Regions from separate parts of the Mus musculus genome. Here all the other regions are linked to region 2. A link is a contact called in public Hi-C and HiChIP or PLAC-seq data. All regions are on one chromosome and are shown on one strand. The core of a region is the stretch at or near the end of the contact, and the rest is flanking DNA. Distances in the headings are between cores, read along the strand shown.

Region 1 (3,867 bases), core at 710-3,209, 290 kb before region 2:
ATTTAGCATCCCCCCACTTGAATTGAATGCTTGACTCCTAATCGGTTTTACACGTTACCTCGGGTCCCTCTCCACGTGGTAAAGGAAGCTAGAGTTCAATTTTAAAGCTGAGGAAAACTAAAAGGGAAAGAGAGATAAATAAATGATCAGTTAAAAAACTTCAACCAAAACCCGAATTCATTGCAAACCCACTAGCCAAAAAATATGTGATAGGTCAGAAAGATATAACATTACCGTGCACCTTTGGCCTGATTGTGCAAGAGTTTGCAAAATCAACGAGTGGAAACTATTTCAGAGAAAAGGCTGAAACTTCCAAAAAGACTTGATTAATCCTAAACATTTACAATACAAAATGACAGTCTAGTTATAAACAACTTATCCATACTAATAATCTTCTTTAACCTCCTTACAAGATTCTGTTTAGTGATGAAGGTGGCCCTTTTGATTTTAAAATGAACATAAAATAAAAATTTAAAATTCAATCGAAAGCCTTTTCCTAAGTGGGATGGTCCTTCCTAGCAGTCCGATTCCTCCTAGTGAAGGTTAGTGGGTGTTCTAGTTTCATATATGAAGTCTAACAGCAGACTGCCTGTGTTCACATTCACCACCTGGGTGTACTCAACATGGCCATGGTGCCTCCATTTTCCTTATCTGCAAAATGGGGGAAAGAGTATCTAAGATATTTTAAAGCTGTAAGACATCAAGTGCCTAACACCTCAAAACTGTATGTATATCTTTGTTATACCAAGGTGAAGACTCCGGTCAGATGAAGCCACACCCGGAGTATCACTGAAAGATGGAACACGGTGAACATTTGAGACGTCACTGGGAGACCCCCATCTTGGAAGTCTAGGTTATGATATTTTTCACACCGCTGCTCATCACAAACCTCTGAACTCTTCAAGTCTCCTTTTCTTCGGGCCCCTTGCCTGAAGAAACTCATACTAGACCTGCCAGGTACTTCTAAGGTTAATTATGCATAGGTTTCTCTAAACCATCGATGCTAAGCCTCTAGGAACCCTCTCAACTCTCTTTTCTGGTTTGTTCTAGAAGACGCCTATAGTCTTCCCTCATCTGCTTCCTCCCGAGGCTCCTGCACAGCTCTGCTTGGGAAACCCTTTTTAATACATTCCCCGGCTCCTTAGAGGCGTTCTGAATCCCCAAACCATCATCTGAAACTGTTCCTGAAAATCCGTTGTCGAGCGCTCCTGAGCTCTTCATCGGATTCCTAGTTAAAGAAGCCACAGAGGAGTAAGCTGGGGCTTCCGAGTTGGTGAGTTGAGCTGAAGACCAGCTTGGGAATTGTCCCTTTAGGTCCCTTTAGACACCACAAAGAGAGAGAGGAGGAGGATAGTGACGCACCTGAATAGGTCCGCTAGAGTAAGGAAATAAACTAGGACTTGACGTGGATTGAGTAGGAGGGCAACACTCACACACACACACAGAGGGGGGCACACACACACTCACACACGGATGACAGACAGCAGAACAGAGAGGCAGGCAGCACCAGCTGTCTGACAACCGCCAAGCTCGGATTCGGACACCGTCTCTAAGCGGGTACCGCAGTGCCCTCCCTGACACCTCCGCAGGTTACAGTTAGAGCATCCCTCCGCCCAGCCCGGCTCCCCGCCCCCCACGAACTCGGGTCCCCAGTGTCCTCTAGAACGCCGGCGTGGCTGTCGCACTTCGAACCCCCTCGCCCACCCTTGCCCACCCTCTCGCCCTGGGCGCCGGCGGCCGCGTCTCTGGCCAGCCTCCGGCCCCGCATCAATCATTAACGCGGCGGCCCGAGCGGTCGCAGCCCGAGAAGGGGGGGATGGTAGGAGACGCAAGACAGGGGACACCTCCATCCCCCCGCCGCGGCGCAGACACCCTAACCCCGGGGGCCCCCGCCCTGCGCGGCGCCGCCCTCCCCCGCCAGCGCCTCGCGCACATCCCGCCTCCCGCCGCCCGCCCCGCGCGCACGATGCCCAGTCACCGCCGCGCCGCCGCCGCCGCCACCACCGCCACCACCGCCGCAGTCAGCCGCGCCACCGCCGCCACCGCAGCGCGGCCGGCCGCGGGCTGAGAGACCCGAGCGTGGCGAGGACGCCGCCGGCAAGCCGCGCGCGCAGCAGCAGCCTCCCGCCCGGTGCGCCGAGCCCCCGGAGCAGCCCGCTTCCAAGCCGAGGCCGCGTAGCCAACCTGCGGCCGCGGTCCCGCGCGCGCGCGCGCGCACAAAGGCTCCGACGGCGCCCGGCGCCCGCGGTGGCCTCGCGCGCGCCCTAGCTAAGCCCGGGGCACCATGCCGCGGCGCCTGCAGCAGCGGGGCGCCGGCGTGAAGGGACCGCCGGCCTCGACCTCCCGGCGCTCGCATCCCGCCTCCGCCTCCGCCCCCCGGAGCCCGCCGGCGGCCACGACCAAGCCGCTGCTGCGCTGGGACGAGGTGCCCGATGACTTCGTGGAGTGCTTCATCCTGTCCGGCTACCGGCGGCTGCCGTGCACCGCGCAAGAGTGCCTGGCCTCGGTGCTGAAGCCCACCAATGAGACGCTCAACTTCTGGACGCACTTCATCCCGCTGCTGCTGTTCCTCAGTAAGTTCTGCCGCCTCTTCTTCCTGGGCGGCAGCGATGTGCCCTTCCACCACCCCTGGCTGCTGCCGCTGTGGTGCTATGCGTCGGGGGTGCTGCTGACCTTCGCCATGAGCTGCACGGCGCACGTGTTCAGCTGCCTGTCGCTGCGCCTGCGCGCCGCCTTCTTCTACCTGGACTACGCTTCCATCAGCTACTATGGCTTCGGCAGCACCGTGGCCTACTACTACTACCTGCTGCCCAGCCTGAGCCTGCTGGACGCCAGGGTCATGACGCCGTATGTGCAGCAGCGCCTGGGCTGGCACGTGGACTGCACCCGCCTCATCGCGGTCTACCGCGCGCTCGTGCTGCCCGTGGCCTTCGTGCTGGCTGTGGCCTGCACCGTGGCTTGCTGTAAGAGCCGCACCGACTGGTGCTCCTACCCGTTCGCCCTGCGCACCTTCGTCTTCGTCATGCCGCTCAGCATGGCCTGCCCCATTATGCTAGAGAGCTGGCTCTTCGACCTGCGAGGCGAGAACCCCACACTCTTCGTGCACTTCTACCGCCGCTACTTCTGGCTGGTGGTGGCCGCCTTCTTCAACGTGAGCAAGATCCCTGAGCGCATCCAGCCGGGTCTCTTCGACATCATTGGCCACAGCCATCAGCTCTTCCACATCTTCACTTTCCTCAGCATCTATGACCAGGTGTACTACGTGGAAGAGGGCCTGCGCCAGTTCCTCCAGGCACCCCCTGCCGCGCCCACCTTCTCGGGCACAGTGGGCTACATGCTGCTGCTGGTGGTTTGCCTGGGACTAGTCATCAGGAAGTTCCTGAACAGCACCGAATTCTGCAGTAAAAAGTGAGCCTCCACCCCCGGAGGAGGCTATGGTTTGCCCACCGGTTTGCGTGGAGTTTCTGTTGTTGTTGTTGTTATTGTTGGTTTGTTTTCAAGTTTTGTTGTTTCCTTCTTTGCTGGAAGAGGGTGCTGCAGGCCACTAGGGAAAGGTTCCCTGACAGTTGGGGAATCCCAAGTCCACTGGCCTTTAGAAGAGGGAGATGGGAGGTGAAACAGAAGGAAGAGGGCCTCCGGGAAGAAAATTAGGGACTGTCTATGATATCCAGGGATTTTTGCAAAGACAGTGAGGATTGTGATTACAGATAGAGCCCCAAGCAGTTGGCTTTTCTAACAGTCTTCTGTGTCCCTTAGTGAAGGCAGGTATGCAGTGAAGAGGATAAACACAAACCCCTGGCTGCTTCTGAGGTCTAGCAATGCTTGGATTTGTCGAAAGAATGGAGCTTTCTCTGTTGGGAAATGGGC
Region 2 (3,560 bases), core at 274-2,773:
AGGGAAACAAGCAAGCATTCAGTGTGAGAAAGGGCACAGGGTTCGGTTCCCAGACCAGCATCCCCATCAGGGAGGCTTGAGAGGTGTGTGGCTTTGTGAATAGAGGGATGAGCAAGGTAGGAACTAACTCCCTGCCTCCATCAGACTGAGCGGGAGAGGCTGGAAGAGAAAGAAAGGTCAATCATCTACAACAAGAAGAATATCAGAGAGGCACAGTAAAGAGATCCCTGAAATCAGAAAACCAGCTTCCCAGGCCCTGCTTGGCCCTGAGGGGCGAGCGCGGGCAGAGCAAGTCATCTAACCTCCCTGGTCTCAGCTTTCTCATTTGTAAACTGAAGCAGCTGAACTGGCTGACCTCAGAGGTCCCTCGGAACAAAACCAGACCAACTGTATATTATTTCGACCATTAAAACCCTCACGGCAGGAAAATAAAGGGAAGGGGGGGGGGTCTTCTGTGATCTCTTTTCTAGTTTGTTTTTTCCTCCTCAACTTCAATTTTCCGTTTCCTACACTTACTACGGTCACGTGCCTCTCGCATCACAAATTTAACACTTTCCTATAGAATTTCACTAATGAATTAAGTTTAAAGAGGAGTTGGTTACAAGAGGTGGGGCGTGGAATTAAATGCCCTTGCTTCACCTTTGTGGGGCCAAAACATTGGTCTCTGTATTCATCCTGAAATTCTAGTTATGATTCCACATTCCTCCAACAAAGAAATGTTCATTCCGTGTTGGCCCCATACAGTCTACAACAGCTTTGAGGTAGGATACATGTCTGTATAAGTCACACAATGTAAATAACTAGGAAAGTTTTTCTTTTCAATACTACTCATTGAAGCCTGGGATGGGGGTAATAATGTTAAAAATGGGTTTCTGTATTTTGTTTTGGTATTTTTTTCTTTTTAATTTTTAAAGCTTATACTCGAAAATGCAGCCTGCTGAATCGCACAAAATTCTTGGCACTTTCCCCTAAGACTGACATTTCTTGCACTGCATCCAGAGGCCCCAGGGCTCCTGGAAAGGCACTTAAGTCCAGCAAACACGGATGCAATTTCATTCTGTCCCTACATTCGCCTGTGCACCAGAGGCGAACACAGTAACACAACTTAAGAGACACACCAACGGATCAGAAAAACCTCTTCAACAGCCACGCAAAGTTTAAACCAGAAAACTTAGTACCCTCCCTTCCTAGATGCAGGGTATCACGATGTGCTTCCTGGGCTGGGGCTTAAGCAGCGACACACAGGACTTCACACCTGAGCGCAAGACTCCGCCGCAGGGCAGGAGCGCGCCCGCAGGTGTCGGAGGAACCCGGAGCCCTCGCCGAGCGCCGCTAAGCCAAGCTTGCCTTTCCTGCCCGGCCTCCCCCTCCTGACCCACGCCCGCTTGTGCGTTCAGGCACCCAGCCCCCGGTACCTGCGGCGGCCGTTCGGCAGCTCCTGCCCGGGATCCCCGCGCCCGCTGGTCTGGTCCGCTCCGCTGCGGCTGCCACTCACCCGCCTCCTTGCTCCTGCGCTCGCGCCACTGCGCATGCTCGTCCCGCACCCCCACCCGCACGCTTGAAATCCACTCGCCAGGTTTTAGTTGCTGCACCCAGGGGAGAGGCCACCAGATCTTTGCAGTCAGGTGAAAGGAGGCTTGCAGGAGCTAACTAAAGAGGTTTGTGTTGAGGTTGGGGGATGGAAGATGGGGAAGTGGACCCGCGCTGCAGGGGCGTCATCCCTGCTGCCCACGCTTCACTCAGCCTAATTACAACTGTCTGCACCCCTGAAATGAGTTTTAGCACGGTGGTTCTCAAACAAGGGGGCCTCAGGTTTTTGTTCAAACAGCTCTCAAACCCAGAGTATCCGCATCTTTTATCTGAATGCTGGATGTTTCTAATGTGTTCTCAGAACACTAGTATGCATAGCACTTTTGAAAACTACAGCTCACAAGGTAAGATAATTATTAAAGTAAAACAATTTCTCTCATCCTTCTCCCTTCTGGGGAATTCAGATGATCCTTCCCTCTTTATTAAACAGCCACACCTATTTAAAATAAATAACCAAAGCCCACACTCAAACAAAGGCAGGACCTTTTTCCAACAACATCTGAGTCAAGCCAACGGAACGCAGCTTCAAGGGCTCTTGTGTGCTTTTCTGGTAGCATGATCCACAGGTGTGCAGGGTACTTTTGCTGTCCTTTGACCTAAGGTCCTAGGTGACCCTTGGCCCTGTAGTCCTGAACTGATGCAGAACAGGTAGCAATCAGGCCGGTAGGAATGTGGCTTCAGTACACTGAAACTGTTTAAAGTCCAAAAGAATTGGTTGGGCCAAAGAGGAGTGAGCTAAGGACTTCTCCGTGCCTAGAAAATCCCATAACCCAGAAAGTCCAATAAATAACGTTTTTGTCTGAGTGCAGATGTACAAGAGGAATTGTGTTCTCTCAAAATATTTACTTAAACATGTATGTACAACATGACTTAGCCATTTCATTCTTAGCTCTTGTCCAAGATAAACTAAAGCATATCACATAGAGGCTTGAATACTGATGTAGTAGCTTCCTTCTCTTTTTCTGTAGCCACAGTTGGAAGGAATTGACTGTCAAAAGCAAACGTGCTACATCAGCACAATGGACTACTACTTGGTACTAAAAGAGAATGACCGATCTAAATGCTTCACTATAGATTGCCACATCCTCCTATACCAGGAGTGAAGGAAGAAAAAGAAAACACACAGAGAGAAATGGACAGGGAAAAAAAGCTGAGATTGGGTGGTCTGGGCTCCAAGGTTGAGAAGCCACAGGGTCCTGGAGATGGTTTATGTGTAGTTTATTATGTACAGTTGAATGGGGAGGTGGGGTTATTGCGTGTAGCTGAACAAGGAGGCAGGTGTAGGGAGACTCAGTGGGAGAGCGGTGGGGCAGTCTCTGTAGGAAAGCAGTCCATGGGCAGCAATGGTGACCTTTTCAGCCCACACGACCAATGCCTGTAAATGGTCCAGAGGAAGGCTTGGCCATCCCTCTGAGCCTTTCCAGACCCAGGGAAGGCTTTGCCATCTCCACAGGGCTGACGCACTGGGGTACCTGACATGGTGAAGCCCACTCACTCAGGACTTCATTTGCTCCCTACAATAGATAAATCTCAAAATCATTATGCTGAACTGGAGAAAGCAGAGAGAAAATATATAGCGTGAAGCTTCATTTCTGTGAAGTCACACCTTGATAAGAACAAAAGCAAAGTCAGTAATTGCATGGGCCAGAGGTGGAGAACGAACGAATGAACTGCAACAAGACAATGAGAATCTTCCAGGGTCATAGAGACATTCTCTTTATTGATAATAATGATGATTTGCTGGGTGTAAAAAAAATACCAAGGCTAAAGTGGATACTTTAAACATGGAAAATTCACTTTCTATAAATTATTGCCCAATAGAATTGGAAATGATAATCAAACATACTTATATTCTATACATGTAGTGAAAACATTGACTGATAAGTCCATGAAGAAATGCAGAACCCAAATATGACATCACTTGATTTGGGGGAAGGCAAAAGAAGCTCATTCCCCTAAAGGAAGGTAAA
Region 3 (3,791 bases), core at 459-2,958, 310 kb before region 2:
TATGGGTTCATGTTTGAATACTGGTCACCCAGTTGGTGGAACTGTTTAGGAAGGATTAGGAGGTATGGACTTGTTGGGAAAAGACTCCGTGTCAGTCCCAGTTTGCCCTCTGCTTCCTGCTTGTGTGATGTGAGCTCTCAGCTGCTGTTCCATCTGCCTCCTGCCATGTCTTCACTCTGCCATCATGGACATGAACCCCCTGAAACTATAAACCCAATTCCATGTTTCCTTTTATACCTTGCCTCATGGTGCCTTGTCACAGCAGTAGAACCCTAACTAATCCAACACCTCAAACAAAACTTTACAAATATAAACCATAATGCAAGAAGCAGATGCATTCGGTCACATTAAAAGTTCAAGAATTTTACGTTTAGGAGCCACCATGGATTAAAAACAGAGACTACAGAGCAGGACATGGTGCGGCATACCTGCGATGGATGCCAGCATCAGAAAAGCAGAGGAAGTATGACCTATGACCCTGACCCACAAAGTTAGGCCCGGTCTCAAGGGGGACAATAGACCCAGAGAGATTACAGAATAGAAGAGATAAAAAATGAAAAGGCACCGAGGGAGATAAACAAGAGATACCTCAGCAACCTTCTTGGCTTGTGCTAACGATATACACATCTTTCCTACCAAAGTACTCAGCAACAGGCCGCCCCGCCCCATCTACACAGGATGTATACAAACCCCTCTCCAAACAAAGCTACTCGTCACTCTGACCTATAGCTCCCTAGAGATCTGTAATAACTCTCCCTTTGTGCTCAAACACATTCTTGGAATATATACTGGAATTAGGACAGTGGGCTGATTCCAACCTGGACTGGTTTTGTGTGTGTGTGTGGGGGGGGGAATGCAAATGTGAGTGAACTTTTATGGAAAAGCCTTTACATGTCATCGTATGCTTGTGCCTGGTTGGGCATGCTTGTGATCAAAACTAGATGCATTGTGGGAAAGGATATGGAAAGTGCTTATACAACCTAAGCCTGTCAATCAAAACAGAAAACCAATGAGCCCTGTCTCTAGTAAGCAACTCTTCCTGCACCCAAGAAAGGAAGCCTCTGAGTAGTAACTAAGTACCGGTCTGAGCTATGCCAGTCTCTCAGAGGCTGCGGCTCTCTCTCTGTGCAACGCCTCTGTACTTCATTTTTGATTTTGAATAAAATCCTGTGCTACTCAGCCTTTTGTATGTGCTTCTTCGACTTGAAGATGATGCCAAAGAACACACAGGTGTCCCCCAGAAAATCAGGAAGGACTGAGAGGTCTCAATAAGACACCTGAGCAAAGGAGAGACAATTTAAGAGGAAAAGGCCAAAGTTGTCTACAGATATAAAAAAATCTACAACTTCGTTAGCAATTTTGGAGAAATAGCTAATAAACAAGTTATCAAGTTATCACTATAAGAGGAGTGAAAATTAGAAATCTGGACAATGTGGGGATGTGGGAGCCATCAGTTCTTAGGGTAGGGTGCTTATTGCATATCTATGGTTACAAAAAAATAAACACCCCAGAACTTACTGACTTAAAACAAGCATTTCCTAGCTCACAATTTGGACCAGGTTCTGCGTGACAGCCCTCTTCGGCTCTGGAATCTCATGGCTCACTCATGTTTGGCATCCCTGCCGAGGAGGCTGGCATGACCAGATCCTCTCTCCATGTGTCTCTCTGCTCTGAGAGGTTAGCCTGGGTTTTCTGCATAATGTTGGAAGGGCTCCAAGCACAACAATGGGAATTGTAAGTTCCTGGGCTCTGGTGCAGATCTCACACAATAGAGTTAGAAAATGCTGTTATTGTTCAAAAAGTGTACAAGATTAAATCCAGTGTAAGACAGAGGACAGATGGAAAGCAAGTTTCACTTTTTCCTCCCCTAGAGACTGAACCTGGGGCTTTTACATTGATTTTTTTTTTTTTTTTTGGGGTGGGAATTGCCACAAAGAATTTATAGACTTTTCAGTGACCTTTGCAATGGAGAAGACAGTGTGGTTCATCCATTCTGAGAACAAACGTACTTCATTTAAAATTAAATATATTCATATTCTATGGCTCAGAAATTCCGTCTCCTCCAATATACATCCCAACAATATCTTTCTTAGGTTTTATAAGGCCAAAGTACTATTTTGGTGGTAGGGACTTAAAAGATAATTGAATAACTGCGGTCTGGTGAGAGGATTTTCATAAAGTGAATACACACCAGGGAGTACTCTCTGTTAGAGCTGGCTGTGGTGGCACACATTTGTAATCCCAGCCACAGCAAAGCCAGGAGAACCACTGCAAGTTTGAAGCCAGCCTAACCTATATTGTAATGCCAGGCCAGGCGGCACTATGTATTTATTTGATTGTAATACTAGATTGTTCTTAGAATGGATGAACCTGTCAGTGCTGCTCATAAGAAAGGTCAATGGAAGGTTCACAAATTAATCCCAACTTAAGATCGAGAAAAGGGTTCTGGGATCAATCCCCTGGGGTGGGAGTAGAATTTACCTGCCCCCTTTCTTTTGTATCTGATCCTTGACCTTGTAACTTTTCCTGGACAAGACCCTACCTCAAAGAACCAAAACAAACAAACAAACAAACAAACAAACAGAAGTAGGGCTTGGGGTGTGGCTTAGTTGGTAGGGTACTTACTAAGCATACACGTGCTCCTGGGTTCAATCGTCAGCACAAGGCGTGGTGGTTACCTATGTTCGCAGCACTCAGGAGGCAGAGAGATCAGGAGGTCAAGGGTTATCCTTGACGCAGGTGGGGATTCTAGGATAGACTGGGGTTTCCAAAACCAACCAAACAGACTGAATAAATGAAAAATATAGGATGCACACAAAACAATGAACCATACAAACAAGAACCAAACAAAAAGATACACATTAAACACTTTACAATTACTGCCATTAGGTAAAGTCTTAAAGAAAGTGAATGGGTGGAAAAGAGATAAATAATTGAATGAATGAACCACAAAGACGATTGGCCAGACTAATGCTGGTGGCCCTGAACTGAGAACTGTAATGATGGTGGCCCTGAACTGAGAACTGTAATGGACTGAAGGCCTTTACTTGAGGGCCAGGGAACCCAGCCATTGTTCCTTCACCTCCTCTGTTCCTTCCAGTACACGCATCCCATAAAATATCAAAATGTGGAAGAAAAAAGCCCAAGAAAGGCGAAGGGCTGGCTAGCCCAGGGGCCAAATTGCATGTATGGGTTACTCTTCATCAGAGGCACCTTCCCACGTGATAAATCCAAGACAAGTGGTCTGTGAGCTTCTGCCAGAGTCCAGAGAAAACAGCCACTTCTAGAAGTGAGATGCTCTGCCCTTAGCAGTAGAGTATACTGTCCTGCAGGGTAGTCTCCCACAATGGCAATCACCAGGGCCTTTATAAAGGCTTTTATAAAGATGACCACTATCCATTCGAATTGGAGCTGACCTTCCTGCCCTATGGGACAAAAGCACTCTCAGAAAACCACAGCCCGATTCTCCTTAAGCTTTATCATACACACGAGGACTCTCCTCAAATGGCACTATTTAATTTTTTCCTCTGAATCCTACCTATTCTTAGATCCTTCACTAAAATGAGGATTCTTTCATCACCCATGCCAGTAACTGTGTATTTTTTGTTGATTCCCTCGGTGCTTTCGTGGTCAGACTATACTGTAGTTAGTTTAGGTTTCCACCCCTGGGTGAGTGATGGTAGCCACACACCTGGGTCTAAACTACAAACCACATTTGGCCTGAGGACTTGGCTTTGGGAAGGTATGTGTGAGCTAAGGATATTTTAATCATTTTCTCCCACTATCATACC

What was found. Hi-C and Micro-C count contacts between places; a contact is called where the count stands out from the background. HiChIP or PLAC-seq counts read pairs in DNA pulled down with a chosen protein or histone mark.
Region 1: a contact with region 2 is called in an HNF4G HiChIP or PLAC-seq map of pancreatic cancer cells. The contact joins the promoter of Paqr9 here to the promoter of Pls1 in region 2. A contact is called at or near these places in 23 of 39 promoter capture datasets (the 3T3-L1 cell line, 3T3-L1-derived adipocytes, the C10 cell line and 14 more), 3 of 15 datasets of contacts at CTCF or cohesin (the G1E-ER4 cell line, embryonic stem cells and large pre-B cells), 20 of 484 Hi-C or Micro-C datasets (the G1E-ER4 cell line, the HL-1 cell line, Th1 cells and 10 more), 22 of 115 datasets of contacts at active chromatin or transcription factors (astrocytes, bone marrow-derived dendritic cells, craniofacial prominence and 14 more) and 5 of 9 other capture datasets (adipose tissue, embryonic stem cells, liver and 2 more).
Region 3: a contact with region 2 is called in a Hi-C map of cerebral cortex, with 3 times the contacts expected there. The contact joins the enhancer-like site here to the promoter of Pls1 in region 2. A contact is called at or near these places in 16 of 39 promoter capture datasets (the 3T3-L1 cell line, 3T3-L1-derived adipocytes, the C10 cell line and 12 more), 6 of 15 datasets of contacts at CTCF or cohesin (the G1E-ER4 cell line, the NIH/3T3 cell line, embryonic stem cells and 3 more), 164 of 484 Hi-C or Micro-C datasets (the 3T3-L1 cell line, 3T3-L1-derived adipocytes, the 63-12 cell line and 81 more), 33 of 115 datasets of contacts at active chromatin or transcription factors (the 230-238 cell line, astrocytes, bone marrow-derived dendritic cells and 19 more) and 4 of 9 other capture datasets (adipose tissue, embryonic stem cells, liver and 1 more).

Annotation. Positions count from the first base shown.
Region 1 is chr9:95,557,675-95,561,541 of GRCm38.p6, forward strand. Paqr9 (progestin and adipoQ receptor family member IX) reads left to right here and starts at 1,960. Exons shown (of 1, transcript NM_198414.3): 1 at 1,960-3,867. The coding sequence starts at 2,285. The coding sequence ends at 3,412.
Region 2 is chr9:95,843,756-95,847,315 of GRCm38.p6, forward strand. Pls1 (plastin 1 (I-isoform)) reads right to left here and starts at 1,524. Exons shown (of 16, transcript NM_001033210.3): 1 at 1,416-1,524.
Region 3 is chr9:95,529,678-95,533,468 of GRCm38.p6, forward strand. No RefSeq gene overlaps it. Among named protein-coding and RNA genes, the nearest start is that of U2surp, 20 kb to the left of the region's middle. Within about 2 kb of position 1,709, at least 14 of the 459 cell types and tissues checked have an H3K27ac peak or open chromatin away from gene starts, as enhancers often do. A contact at or near this core is called in cerebral cortex, where this site is marked.